Regions from separate parts of the Pan troglodytes genome. Here region 1 is linked to region 2. Evidence: chromatin contacts called from public capture Hi-C data. All regions are on one chromosome and are shown on one strand. Each heading gives the region's core, a stretch centred on a gene start, on an enhancer-like site or on the middle of the called end of the contact. The rest is flanking DNA. Distances are from core to core; before and after follow the strand shown. Region 1 overlaps FHL2 (four and a half LIM domains 2). Region 2 has its middle 79 kb from the start of FHL2.

The links. Capture Hi-C pulls out chosen DNA fragments and counts their contacts.
Region 1: a contact with region 2 is called in a capture Hi-C map of stem cell-derived neural stem cells, with 6 times the contacts expected there. The contact joins two enhancer-like sites. A contact is called at or near these places in 4 of 7 Hi-C or Micro-C datasets (blood, induced pluripotent stem cells and stem cell-derived neural progenitor cells) and 1 of 1 other capture datasets (stem cell-derived neural stem cells).

Annotation. Positions count from the first base shown.
Region 1 is chr12:17,458,557-17,461,256 of NHGRI_mPanTro3-v2.0_pri, reverse strand. FHL2 (four and a half LIM domains 2) reads right to left here. Exons shown (of 7, transcript XM_016949218.3): 4 at 258-432. Among named protein-coding and RNA genes, the nearest start is that of C2AH2orf49, 37 kb to the left of the region's middle. Within about 2 kb of position 1,351, at least 5 of the 24 cell types and tissues checked have an H3K27ac peak or open chromatin away from gene starts, as enhancers often do. A contact at or near this core is called in stem cell-derived neural stem cells, where this site is marked.
Region 2 is chr12:17,315,424-17,318,123 of NHGRI_mPanTro3-v2.0_pri, reverse strand. No RefSeq gene overlaps it. Among named protein-coding and RNA genes, the nearest start is that of FHL2, 79 kb to the left of the region's middle. Within about 2 kb of position 1,378, at least 1 of the 24 cell types and tissues checked has an H3K27ac peak or open chromatin away from gene starts, as enhancers often do. A contact at or near this core is called in stem cell-derived neural stem cells, where this site is marked.

The DNA of each region.
Region 1 (2,700 bases), core at 102-2,601, 140 kb before region 2:
CACCATTTACTTACTCTAACAATTTGACTGCATAACACTGCCCCACGTGCACAGCAAAAAGATCCTGTTACTGCCCATGATAGAACCTGTATGTCCCTGCTTCGTAAGTACTCTAAATACTCCTCTGTAGTTCAAGGTCAAACTGGAAAGTCAACACGAGCGTCTGGAACCAAGTCAATGTGAACAGGGGGTCAGAGGAACGTGCACAAGGCTTGTAGCTAGACTGGCTCACGCATGAGAAAGGAGTGTCTCCTGACCTGGCATGATGGTCTTCTTGCATTCCTGGCACTTGGATGAGTACTCGTTGGAATAGCAGTCTGTACAGAGCAGCTGGTCCTCCTTGGCAGCAAAGGGCTTGTCCACCAGTGAGTTTCTGCACTGCGAGCAGTGGAAACAGGCTTCATGCCAGTGTCGGTCCTTGTAAGACAAGTCCTGTGGGGCCAGACCACACAAGACAGTCAGAGGTGGGACAGGAGGGCTTGGACCCACAGCATAGGGGCCCCTTGCGAATCTGCAGGGCAAACAAGGAAAGAAGTTGGGCCGAGGCACCCTGGCGCACCCACATTCATGCCCCAGGACCACCTAACTGCTGAAATCAATTAAGACTAGGCTGCTTTTCTCTTGCTGCATTTTAGAGCAACAGGTTAGACAGATGTGCATGTATGCACATGTCTGTGTGTGAGAGATGCTTCTAAAAAACAAAGGGATTTCCCTTATGTATTGCCTGCAAGAAAGAGAAACAGAAAACATGAACACCTATCAATTCGTCTCACACCACATCCGGCGACAGAGAAACAGACTGCAGGACGTCCTTGGCTGAGGGAGCCCTGCCCAACTCAGATCACTCTGGTCACCGGCATGGCAGAGAGGCTCTGGGTGTCGGGATGTTCACAGGAGGCCCAAGGACTGTTTGGTGGGAGACGGTCAGGAGAGGCTGTGTGTGTGGGTGCTACCTCTGTGGGTGGCCGTGAGCTGGGGGAGGAAGGGAATTTCAGGCAGAGAAAGAGCACAGACACAGAAGATCTGGGGACGGGGGGCATGTCAGATTGGAGGGACCACAGGCCGGGGCGAGGGGGGAGGGCCCCCCGGCCTGGCTGGACTGGAACATATGGCTGCCTTTTTGCCTTTTATGTCTGTGTAGAGATTCCGTTGATCCTGAAGGCAGTGGACAGCTGCTTTTCACCAGGAGAGTGAAGTGCTCAGACTGGGGGACGGGTAAGGATGTGGGAGTGGAGGGGGGTGAGGGTGGGAGAAGTGAGACAAAAACTGAGCACACATGGGAGAGGCCCTGAGAAGACAGACGTGTGCTTTTGAGTAAAAGATGAGGGAGAGAAAGGAGCCCCGCAGAAAACTCGACTCCACACTTGGCTTCATCTTGCCTGAGGAATAAGAGAACCCTCCACATTTGCCTTTTAAAAATGACATACGGCCTTTTTAAAGTGCCAATACAAAATTAAAATAACAATCTCTTTATGCCCAGCTTTATCTTAGAAAGGATATGTTTCTATTGCTGTCTTTGTGTTCCCAGCTCTGACCCCAAATCATCATCCATTTATACATGAGGCAGAAACAGAATATTAGGCTCTGCACGGTTTCCTGGGCAGGCTTCCAGTTGGTAGGTACCCTGAACAGGGCGCAGGAGGGCTGTTCACGCGATGGCCCTGAAGAAGAGCCTGCCCACGATGTCTCTGTTACTGAAACCGAAGTCGAAGCTGGAGTTATGCTGAATGTAGGACGTGAAGACATGGATCTTGGCCTTGATTAGAAAGTCCTAAAACACCAGCTAACTCGGAACCAAAACTAGAACAAACAGTTCTCTTTTGCTGAAGTATCTGTGTGTGTGTGTGCACATGCGCATGCACGTGCACATGTGCATGTATGTGTGTTTTCCCGGAACCTGGAACCAAACTAAAGTTATTTGATTTAGTGATCTCTTTGCGCATTTTGTTTTAGTTCAAGGAATTTTAAAAATGTGAACGCTGAGACACTTTGAAGACAGTCATGACTATGACCTTTGTGAGGGGTGACCTCTTGTGCTATCCCTGTTGGAAGTTTGCTTCCTGGAACATCTGGGAATAGGATTATTGCTGACGCAAGACGATAAAGAATGAAGGAGAGGTCGGGCACAGTGGCTCACGCCTGTAATCCCAGCTCTTTAAGAGGCAGAGGCGGGCAGATCGCCTGAGGTCAGGAGTTCAAGACAAGCCTGGCCAACATGGCGAAACCCTATCTCCACTAAAAATACAAACATTAGCTGGGCGTGGTGGTGCATGCCTTTAGTCCCAGCTACTTGGGAAGCTGAGGCAGGAGAATCGCTTGAACCTGGGAGGTGGAGGTTGCACAGCCTGGGTGACAGAAGGAGACTCCGTCTCAAAACAAAAGGAATGAAGGTGAGAGGAACATAGAGTGCTCTCAAAGCTGGACTAAACACCCTTGTTTCTGCGGAATTCGTTCTCACCTGAGCCCAGCACCTCTGGGTATTGTGGGTCCCCTGGGGTAGGCACTGCCTCTCAGGGGGACTCGGGGGCAGGTTGCTGAAATGTCCAAGCCCTCCTCATCCTTGAGAACCCAAACTGGGTATGCACTGGGAGTTGGGGGCAGAGGGCTAACCCGTCTTTTGTATTTTTAGCTTAAAGTATTTTCAGAAATCTGAGGGGAACATCACCTGTGCTTTATTGGTTATTTTGACAAGTGAAATAG
Region 2 (2,700 bases), core at 129-2,628:
GAGATGGGGTTTCAGCTGGGCAATTTCAAATAGAGGCCTTTTCTGTTTTGAGGGCTAAGATCCAACTTTGCATTATTAACATATATTTATGTGTGTGTGTATATGTGTACGTATATGTACGTGTATATATGTGTATTATGTATGTATGTATATTTTTCTCTGATAACTTACTGCTGCCTTTGAGGGCACAGGCCCCAGCTCCCTGGTATTTGTGCTACAGAACTCTGGCAGGCACCCAGGGACTTGGCTGGCCAGAGGACCAGGAGCATGTGGGACCAGTGCCTGGGGCTCCCAGCCAGGTTTTCAGCCCTTGCCATGCTGCCTTCTATACTGACCCCTTGCCCTTTGCAGAATGCCTGTGGGTTTGAGAACGTCCCAGGGGACTTGCTGCTAGCCTCTTCCAGCTGGTGACGTCTACAGGCTTGGAGGCCATGGCTCCATAGGCAGCATGCCCAGAACACTTACCAACAAGAGTGCACCCAGAGGCTGCAGTTTCGGCTCTAGATGGGGTCCTCTTGTCCTGCCATGCCCATGTGTCCCAAGCAGGCATGTGAGGGAGAAGAGAGTCAGAATCCCTTCTGCACTGATGGGCTCTCAAGAGGCATGATATGTACTTGCATAGAGAGGGCCAGTGTGGATTTAGAATCAGCCAAACAGAACTGGGTTTGAACCCCAGCCCCCTGATGACACCTGTGTGACCTGGTGAGGTGGCCTGGCCTCTCTGGACCAGAGTCCTCACGGGAAACATGTTTTCACCTGCATTGGACCTGCTTCCCGGGGTGCTGGCCGGCCAAGGGCTCAGCCTAAGTGTTCAGTGATGTCTGTCTCGGTATCATCACTGCCTGAGCGCCACGGTCTGCAGGCGGCGTGGGGCAGGGCTAGGAAGGGTCCATGGCTGGGACCAGCTCCAATGTTGATGAGCGTTTCCTTTATAAGAGGTGCTGAGCAAGCACCGTCCTCATCCAATCCTCCCAACAAACTTGGGGTTTTGGTTTGTTAATCCCCAGGTCACAACCAAGGAAGTCACCTCTCACGAAGGCCACTCAGCTGATGGACAGAGTCAGGCCTACATCTGGCCTCCCTGATCTACTTCCCCAGGAGTCCAAAAACCCAGATGTCCTCCACATTAGCTCATTTCCCACAGCACTGCACTTTGTCATCCACACCAAAGTCGGGTGGAGTTAATTCCCTGCTAAACTCATCCTTGGCTCTGCAAGACGAATGCCGAACCCTTAGCCTAGGCCAGGAGGGGAACCCTTCACACCCCGGGGGCCGCAGCTCCAGCTCAGCCCCCAACACCCATCAATGCACACAGGCTATTTGACCCCCTTGCCAGCTCCTAGGCAGCCCACACTTGTGTCTGTGCACGTGTGCTGCTGCATCTTCCAGGGACCATGCTTCTCCTCTAACGCCTTGTGTAAGTGTGACCTCTCTGGGGAAGGTCTGCCTCATCCCCTGGGGAGACACACTTGCTCCCTCATCTGGGCCCTCTTGGCATGGTGTTCATTCTCCACTGCATGGCGCTATCATTGATCAGTTTGCGTGTATGCTAGGAACTCCTAACCAGTATTTATTGGACCTCTACAAGCCTGGGATTCTGTAAGTGCTGAACTCCATGCAGGCAGGGCTATCTCAGCCACCTGCTGCCTGGGTGGCTCTGGGCAGGCCCTTCAACTCTGTGCTCAGGATCCTCATTTGCACAATCAGCTAAAAGTAGCATTTTGTTCCTAAGGTTTTTATAAAAATTAAATTAGTTAATATGGATGAGGTGCTTAGACTAATGTTTGGCTCACAGTAAGTAAAAGCTAATAAAGATTGACTACTATTATTATACTCAGTAAATATTAAATTAATACATGAAAATAGCACAAATGGAAGCCCAATTTAGCCTTTTGCCCTTCACAGACCGCAGGTTCCCTTTCTTCCATATCTATAAAAAACTTTCTGGACAAAGTAGTTACTCAACATTTATTAAATACAAAGAATAAATTAGTTTAAATATCACAGAAAAGAAGGATGCTAAACCCCACACCGCCACTTACTGGAAGATATCATGCACTCAAACCATAGGCTATTACTAAACTTCAGTTTGTCTTTAAATAAAAATTCTTGGGGGGACAGAGTCTTGCTCTACTAGAGCTAGAGTACAGTGGCATGATCATAGCTCACTGTAGCCTCAAATTTCTGGGCTGAAGTGACCCTCTGCCTTGACCTCTGAGTAGCTGGCATGCACCATCACACCTGGCTGACTTAAAAATAAATTTTTTTAAGAGATGGGGTCTTGCTATGTTGCCCAGGCTGACCTCAAGCATCCTCCAACCTCAGCCTCCCAAAGCACTGGGATTACAGGTATGAGCACCATACCCAGCTTAAAATTTTTTATTTCTTAACTGACAATCAAGAACTTACATTGGAACAACTAGCAGGGAGTGCTGCCCCTTCAAGATATTTCTTACTTGTTTTAGCCAAACTGGTTTCAGTTTGGGTGAGATTAGATTTTCAGTTGTTTTTTAGTAATGTAGACACACATTACTATATGCTTATTTATATCCTCTGACTTTGAGTGTTCTCAAGGGTTCTAGTCACAGAATCATCTAGTCTTTAGGAAAAGAAGAGACCAGAAGGGCATTAACATATATTTAGTTCTGACCATGTGCCAGGCATGGACCTCTGGGTTCAAATGGTCTCATCTAGGATATG